2 separate regions of the Sus scrofa genome follow, and region 2 is linked to region 1. Evidence: chromatin contacts called from public Hi-C data. All regions are on one chromosome and are shown on one strand. The core of a region is the stretch at or near the end of the contact, and the rest is flanking DNA. Distances in the headings are between cores, read along the strand shown. Region 1 overlaps SUSD4 (sushi domain-containing protein 4). Region 2 overlaps SUSD4 (sushi domain-containing protein 4).

Region 1 (4,428 bases), core at 688-3,187:
GGTGTAAGAACTGCCTCAGGTCATTGGGTTGGGGGTAGGAGGAGGTCTGCATTCAGATTCAGACCCAGGGCAGGAGTTTGAGGACCACCCTTCTGCTGATTTGAATACACACCCAATGGGATACTAAGGAGGAGCTGCTACTCTAAGAAAGGAAGAGGCTGTCTTTTCCAAACCTCCATGTCCCTTGGATGATAAAACTGTAGCCCACTGGAGATCCTTTGTCAGAAGCTTCCTTGCCTGCCAGCTTGCATCTCTCTCAAGCATCCTATCTCGATAAATCTGTTTCTTGCCTATCACTTTGTCTCTGGCTGAATTCCTTCCACATAGAGGCATGAAGAACCTGAATGTCAGTGAGTCCAGACGCAGGATGAGTGATTATAATTTTTAAAACCATGGATTCAAGGCCCAATCTGGCTTTGGGTTGGGTTCTTGTCCAAGCACATGGGTTCAAGTCCCAGTCAGTGTTCTGGCTGGGTTCAGGCCATTAGTTCTGTCAGTTCCACCTGGATTTGGCCCTGTGGGAGTTATGGTGACCTTGAGGACACAATCTGAGCAGAGCCCCAAGTGGCCAGTGGAGAAGGGGTAGCATGTTCTGAGGAGTGGGGCACAGGGAGGAGCAGTAAATGACTCATTAGAGAAGCTTTGCTGAAGGAAAGCAGCCCAAGGGCAGTGGGAGGGCCAGGAAGACCCTGCCCACCCCTACAGGAGCCTAGACCTCATTTACACATCCTCTAGGGAGCAGCCAACACAGACGACAATGCAGGTGATGTGGAATGGGAGGAGGAATGCAAGGTCATTATGAAGGTGAAAGATGTGATCCTAGGCACATAAGTAGACAGACTGGCCTCCCTTGGTGCACCCCCTGCTGGGATGCAGGTCTGTCAACATCCAGGGGAGCCAGGGTGAGAATTATGTTGCCAGAGTTTCCAGTGGGAATTTTGACCTTCCATTCAGCACTTGCTCTTCCACAGCAGTCCCTGAACCATCAGCTTTGGGATCAGTTGGGGGCTTGTTAGAAATTCACAATCACAAGCCACAGCCCAGTCCTACTGAATCAGAAACTTCATTTTAGCAAGATCCCCAGGTGCTTCAAGGTACAGTCTGAGAAGCATGGACCCAGACCACGAGGACAATGATGAGGAGGAGAAAAAACTCTCTTAAGGCTTGAATCTGGCCCTCAGCTGGCCTGGCAGCACACAAGGAGGTGGTGGGAAATCCAGCAATGAATCCAAAGGCATCACCTTCAGACCAGCAGCACGAGCCCCACACCCCTCCCAAGAGCACAGGCACTGCACTGCACACATGGGGAACCACCAAGGCTCTGCCTGCAGGAGTTCTGCTGGCTTCTTTTCATCAAAACTGCCACGGCACCTGGAGTTCCATCATGCACAGTGGTTATGATCCCTGAACCATGAGGTTTGGTCTGATCCTGGCTTGTTGATTAAGATCCATCAGCAAGCCAGATACTGATGGCTCTGGCATAGGCTGGCGGCTACAGCTCTGATTGGACCCCCAAGCTTGGGAACTTCCATATGCTGTGGGAGAAGCCCTAGAAAAGGCAAAATGACAAAAAAGCAAAACAAAACAAAACAAAACAAAACATAACAAAAAAAAAAACAAAAAACTGACACAGCACCATGAAGATGGCCCTGGGGTCATCTAAGTTAGGTTAATGGTTCCAGGAAGCTGCATGGCATGTTCCAAATCCAAAACCCAAGCTATTTCCAAGGCTATGTCCAAAGCTTTCTTTTGGCTCAGGGAATATATGGCACATAACACTTTCCACTTTTATGCTCCTCTAACAACATGGAAGGCCAATGTATGTGTCCACTTAGGGAAGCAAATGATGACAAGGCTGAGGCTTTGCTTATTTCCAGGCTGGATGGAGCCTGGTGTTTACTTGCTTAGAAATGTGCTGACAGGTGAAATTTAAGATCAATATCATGCAGCAGCCCTGGGGGAGGGGTTCTGATCTGCTTCTAGCTCAGAGTCACCACCTTAGGGTGTCCCTGACCAAATAGGTGAGGCATCCAATGACTGTAAAACTTCAGTCCAAAAAAAAAAAAAAAAGGATTTCACGTAATAAATCCAAAGTGTGTCTGGTTTGGTGACATGGTGAAGCCACAGAGGAACTCACAGTTGAGGGAGCAGGTATAAAACTGATTTTCTCTGACAGCTTTTGGCAGCAAAGGCTGGCTGGTGCTGAACTCTAAAGCTGACCTGTATTTCTGGGCACTAATGAGGTGTGCTTCCTCCTTTGTAGGGACCAGAGCACCAGACCAGTCCTGCCTCACTCACCACATGGTGAAAAGAAATCACGTGACATCAGCAGCATTACCATGTTTGGAAGTCTGCGACCATCTTCCCAAACAGGATTCCTACAGTTGTGACACCTGACGGTCATTGGGCAGCTTAATTTTTTGGAAGGGAGCGAAATCAGGGGCCCAAGATTAAAGTTAACACAAATTAACACAGAAAGCACACAGGTAGGGAATTCTCATTGTGGCTCAGTGGTAATGAACCCAACTAGTATCCATGAGGACACAGTTTTGATCTCTGGCCTGGCTCAGTGGGTTAAGGATCCGGTGTTGCCTTGAGCTGTGGTGTGGGCCAGATCCCAAGTTGCTGTGGCTGTGGCATAGACTAGTATGTGCAGTTCTGATTCGACCCCTCACCAGGGAACTTCCATATGCTGTGGGTGTGGCCCTAAAAAGGAAAAAGAAAAGAGAAAAAGAAAGTTCACAGTTAAAGGAGCACTTAGGGTGAGTCTCTCCTGCCTCTTCCTGCAACCAGTGAACCTTCTCACCATTAGAGATCATGCTGAATATAAAATGTGGCCAGTGTATCCTGGCAATTTTTAAGTTCCTTCCCCACAAACTGGACCAAGGCACCATACTGATACATGAATGTGTTGATTTTCCAAACTTTCATTTTCCCTCTCATAATTTTTTTTCTTAAATTTCTCATGCCTTCTCCTTCGTATCAGCAAATCCTAGCAGATGATGGGATAAATAATTGAGCAGCAAGTTCATCAAAATGGGAAGCAATTGGTTATGCTCTGTTCCTAACTAAGTGTGACTACACACACATGTGTTGTATAAGTTACATGTATGTTTATGGTCCTATATTGCACATAGAAAATAACCAGCCAGGTTTCCTGCTCACAAAAGTGCTTCTAAGGTTTACATACATATTTCTTAGTGTTCTGCTAAAAGAGAAAATGCTAGTCTGTGAAAAGTACAATGCTTTCCTGACATCTGAATGTTTTTGAAAACTGCTGTCTCCAGTGAAAATAGGATAAAAGGGGAAAATCAGCCACCAGAAGAGAAAAGGAGAGAGTGTGAGAGTGAGAATGTGAGAAAAGGCTGGGGAGACATAACTCATCCATGGACTAAAGGAGCTTTGTATAGTACAGAGCTTACACTTCCCTGGGTTCAAATCTTGGCTCACACACTTAGGAGCCCTGTGACCTTAGGTATGTTATTTAACCTCTTTCTGAGGTAAGATTAGTTTCCATCTTCTATAAAATGGGAATGATAATACCTATACTGCAGAGCTTTTTATAACAGTTAAAAATAATAGCTGTAAGTCAGCAAGCACAGTGCCTGACACAAAAATATATGCCCAATAAATAGATAGCTACTCTTATCAGTAACTATATTATGTATAAACATAGTCGCTATATTACGAGCCAATGAAATAACATGTAAGCAGAAATGAAAATGACAACTTTTAATGAGCTCTTATGGTGAGAGCGGCAGGCACTATTCTCCTTGATCCTAACAATTTTGCACAACAGATGTTGTTATTGTCTCATTGTAAGGGAATCGAGGCTCAAGAAAGTGATGTTACTTGTCCAAGTTCAAATAAAGAGAGGAGCTGGGATTTGACCTTGAGCGAGACTTATTCAGAGGTTGTGCTCTCCCATGGAGTCTTGCCATGGGATTTTAAGTGTGCACAGGGGCAGGGGAGAGTAGGCCACACAAAGACCAGATGTGAAAGCAATGGTTTCATGATCTTCTTGGATGTGGGCTGTGGAGTGAGGTCAGCATTTGGAAACGCCTTGGAGCCTCTAGAGGGAAACAAGGTGAGATTTCCCTCCTGTTCATCCTCAGGCATTATCAGGATGCTGTGGGTGAAGCCAGAGGAGAGGCCAGCTCAGGACAGGGCTGTGGGCAAAGTCCAAGGAGGCTGGCCTACTGGGGTTTGGGAAGCCTTGAAGACAGACCATTACACCAGATGCAAGAGGTGGAAGGAAGACAGGAGGGGCAGCTGCTGCTTCTCATGCCAAGCCAATGAGAGCATGTGGTGCCGATTGGGTTGTGTCGCCCCAAAGTTGTGTTGAAGCCCTAACACCAGGTATCCAAGCATATGGCTCCCTTTGGCAACTGCAGAGGTCAGTAAGGTGAGACGAGATCATATCACAGT
Region 2 (4,428 bases), core at 527-3,026, 34 kb after region 1:
AGCTGTAGCCGCCAGCCTACACCAGAGCCACAGCAATGTGGGATTCAAGCTGCATCTGCGACCTACACCACAGCTCACGGCAATGCCGGATCCTTAACCCACTGAGCAAGGCCAGGGATCGAACCCGCAACCTCATGATTCCTAGTCAGATTCGTTAACCACTGAGCCACGACGGGAACTCCAAGAAATTAGAAATTTTAGATTCAACTGAATTCCTAAAACAAATGAACAAAAACTGTACAATTTACCAAAACTGATGCAAGAAAAAACTGAAAGTGGTTATAATCTTAAAAAATATAGAATAAACTGACTTCAAAACTAAAAACCTTCCCACAAAGGCAACTCTAGGTGGCTTTCCATGAATGATACTAAACATTTAAGGAAGAAATAGCACCTGTCTTATACAAACTCTTTTAAGAGTTCTATTCAGAAAGACCACAATCCCTCATTTTATGAGTGTAGCATGACCTTGATGGTAAAAACTGACAAGAACATTACAAAAAAAGAAAAACTGAGGCCAATCCATCTTATCAACATAGATGCCAAATTATTTTCCAGATGGCCATTTGACCTCATATGTAGATTTAGAGGTTTTTGGAGAAACTGAGTTTGGTTCAGAAGGTTTGGCCCCAGGAGACAAACTGACCTAATTTCTGGCTTATCTCTTAATAAACAGAGTTTTAACTATTTCATTAAAAAAACAAAACAAAACAAAACAAAAAAAACCTGGAGGTCTCTTTCCACCTTGTGGAAAGTAACTTCCGTTTTCAACAAGGAGGTGATAGAAGCATTTGGTTGCCAGAACTGAGCCCACAAGAAAAATCAGAGAAGGCCATTACCAAGGTTCTATCCTGTCTTCATGTTCCGCTTTGGCGCACCTATGGCAAACATCGCAAGCCATGCTCTGAGGCCTGCCAGCACGAGAATTTCCTGGAGGTGCCTGCTAAATTCAGATTCTGAGTGCAGAAAAACCTCTCAGAGGAGGCCTGGAAATGTGCATTTTTAACATGCCCCTAGGGCAATTCCCATGAAGTCAAACATGGAGAACCACTGCTGGATGGATATGCAAGGTAATCAACTAGGTGAAAGAGAGCAGTTCAAACACAGAGGGTGGCTCAGGTTTAACAGCCCTGGCCCCTCCCTGAGCACTATAACCTGTAGGAAAGACCAGGTTCTTATCTGAGCAGCTGGGAGGGAGCTCTGTAGCTGAGCCTCTCATTCTGCATCCCAGGGTGGCCTTCTAAGATCTGCATTATTTATTTTTTATTTTTACTGCCGCACCTGCGGTATGCGGAAGTTCCCAGGCTAGAGGTCGAATTGGAGCTGAAGCTGCTGGCCTTCACCACAGCTACAGCAACACCAGATCAAAGCCACATCTGCAACCTACGCCACAGCTCACGGCAATGCCAGATCCTTAACGCACTGAGCCAAGGATGGAACCTGAATCCTCATGGATACGAGTCAGGTTCTTGACCCTCTGAGCCACAACGGGAACGCCAAGATCTGCATTCTAACAGGACTCTCTGGGGAGCCACAGTCAGCCCTAAACTGCTCAAGACTGGCGTAAGGGAAAAAGAACTTCGTCTGTGATAGGTTTGGAAGGATACCCAGAGGGGTAGCCCTGCATTTTCCATAAGCGGCCAACCTCATTCTGGGTCGTTTCAGTTGGGAGCTTGTGAGAAACTGCTTTCTGGGGGAATCTCCACGATCGGCTTGGTGTAAAAGCTTGCTAACACTCATTTTGTGACCTTTGTACACGATCTGACAAGGATCTGGAATGTGGGGATGTTCCACCGTTGCCTAATAATTCTGTGACTTAAAGCGCCTCCCTGCCCCCGTGGTCCCTGTACAGAAAGGGCGAATCTCAGCACTCACACACCACGGGAGATGACGGGAGGCAGCTGGTGAAGGCTGCTAGGATTGGGAGTTCCCTCTGCACTACAGGGGGCTCGGCTGGGCAGGCTTGTGAACCCTTGTCTGAGGCGGGCCAGCTGTCATCTTGCAGCAGTAATAACTGATCATTTCTGTCATTTATCTTTGCTGCATCTGCCCCATCTGACCTGACCTTATTTCCTCTGGATTTTTTTTTTTTTTCCTTTCAAGTCATGACCAGAGTTAAGGGAAAGACATCATTTTAAGAACAAAAACCCAAACTCACACGGAAGCCACAAGGGAAGGAGAGGAGGAAAGTGGTGACTTCGGTTCCCAGAAGTACAAACAAATGACAGTGGTTCTGGAGACAGGGAGAGGCACCCCCTGGCTCCTTCCCATCTTAGAGGATGGAAAAATGAGAAGAGTATATCAGGTGAAAACATGCAAATATTTGTGCCCCCGTGGGCACAGGCTGCTCTTTCTGATAACCCACGTCTAAGGCAAGAAGAAAGAAATTTTAGATGAGAGAAAATGCATATGAGAAGAAAAGGATCCTGAATAAAACATTTTTAAAGCATCCATCTGTTTTGGTGCAGTTTCTGGAGCTGGAAGACAACTCACCTTAATATAGGAGTAACTGTAAAAAAGAAATATGACTGCCTTGCTTTTGACAAATGTCTGCTCCCCTCCAGTTTCATGGAATAAAAGAGTTATCTGCCATCTTTACTGCTCCTGAGTCAAGCTGAATTTTTCAATTAAAAATTTATAATGTAATAATCATACTGAAACTAGAATCTTCTTCCCATCAAATTACTCATATTTTATGGCCATCCTGGTCAGGTCTATGGGAATCAAAATATTTTAGAAAGTACTTAAAAATAATCCTTGCTGAATGAATTCATTTTTCCCCCCTGGTGCCTCCTGCAAGGAAGTGGGGCGGAGAGGGGTTCACCATGGGGACATGGCAGGTGGGGGCAAGGACAGGGACTGCTCTCCTGTGCTCTATGTGACCTTCGGCCACAGGCAGGTGATGAAATGGAGACAAAGTGCAGCTGGCAGCAGTAACTGAAACGACCCTGGGAGCTTTCAGAAATACCATGGTTGAGCTCCCACTGCCCAGAACAACTAAAATAGGAGCTCGCGGAGAAAGTTCCTGGCACAATTATCTCTAAAAGTCCCCCAGGTGAATCTGACCTGCAGCCTGGTTTGCACAACGTCAGTATGATGGAAAGAGCACTGAACCAGGAGTCAGGATGCAGGTCCTTTTTTTTTTGTCTTTTTAGGGCCGCACCCGAGGCATATGGAGGTTCCCAGGCTAGGGGTTGAATCGGAGCCGTTTCCGCTAACCTACGCCAGAGCCACAGCAATGCCAGTCTGTGACCTACACCATAGCTCACGGCAACGCTGGATCCTTAACCCACTAAGCAAGGCCAGGGATCGAACCCGAAACCTCATGGTTCCTAGTCAGATTCATTTCCGCTGTGCCACGTCAGGAACCCCAGGATGCAGGTCTTAATCCTGGTTTGGTTGTCAAGTGAATTTCCACAGAGTTAATCTAATTTTACCTATACATTTTCTTCCAAAACGTGGGGAAGGGATTGTATTTGCCCAGAGCAAGTGGCCCCCAGGACACTAGTTGAGTGATCTTGGAAAGGAAGAGACCCAGATGGTGGCTTCGGGCACTGTACTTACTATGTCAGCAGCCCTGTGCCCACAGGGAGTATTTCAGTCCTTTTCCAACTCCATGGTCCCCTCTCCATTATAATGGTCACCTCCCTGCTCCCAGGACCATAAGCATCCTCACCCCTGCTTAGGGATATGCAGATTCTAGTCTTACAGAAGCTGCTTGGAATAACAGAGGCACCTCTTACGCTGTAGGCTTTGGGTGCCAAGAAATTCATATTTGTAAGTCCAAACTCCTATAAGTGAGCTTACTTGGAATAAACTATTTGGAGTGGAGTGAAGGGACAGAGGGCTGGTCCATGTAGCAGTGCCAAGTGGGGAGGAGAAGAAAGGGAATCTGTGTGAAGGCACAAGAAAACATCTGCCTTAATACCACCTTGCTTCTGGAGAGCACATTCCTGCTATCAATGCATTTTAAGGGAGTTCCCATTGTGGCTCAGTGGGTTAAGCATCTGATGTTGTCTCTGTGAGGATGGGGGTTCGATCCGTGGCCTGGCTCAGTAGGTTAAGGATCTGGCATTGCTGCAAGCTGTGGCATAGGTCACAATGTGGCTCGGATTCAGTGTTGCTGTGGCTGTAGTGTAGCTGGCAGCTGCAGCTCCAGTTTGACCCCTAGCCTGGGAAGTTCCATGTGCTGCAGTGATAAAAAGAAAAACATCAAAGCATTTATTGCAAATGAACTTTTTTTTTTTTTTAACATCTGCACCTCTCAAAGTTCCCTGGTGGCTCTGTAGGGTAAGGATCCAGCACTGTCTCTGCTGTGGCTAGGGTCACTGCTGTGGCATGGGTTCAGTCCCTAGCCTGGAACCTTCTGTATGCTGCAGTCATGACCAAAAATAAACAAGAGAAAATATAATAAAATCTGTGTGTTGG

What was found. Hi-C and Micro-C count contacts between places; a contact is called where the count stands out from the background.
Region 2: a contact with region 1 is called in a Hi-C map of liver, with 9 times the contacts expected there. The contact joins two enhancer-like sites. A contact is called at or near these places in 16 of 47 Hi-C or Micro-C datasets (adipocytes, adipose tissue, alveolar macrophages and 11 more).

The regions. Positions count from the first base shown.
Region 1 is chr10:19,429,379-19,433,806 of Sscrofa11.1, forward strand. The region is part of intron 5 of SUSD4 (sushi domain-containing protein 4); the gene reads right to left. Among named protein-coding and RNA genes, the nearest start is that of TLR5, 22 kb to the left of the region's middle. Within about 2 kb of position 1,938, at least 1 of the 83 cell types and tissues checked has an H3K27ac peak or open chromatin away from gene starts, as enhancers often do. A contact at or near this core is called in liver, where this site is marked.
Region 2 is chr10:19,463,710-19,468,137 of Sscrofa11.1, forward strand. The region is part of intron 3 of SUSD4 (sushi domain-containing protein 4); the gene reads right to left. Among named protein-coding and RNA genes, the nearest start is that of TLR5, 56 kb to the left of the region's middle. Within about 2 kb of position 1,777, at least 5 of the 83 cell types and tissues checked have an H3K27ac peak or open chromatin away from gene starts, as enhancers often do. A contact at or near this core is called in liver, where this site is marked.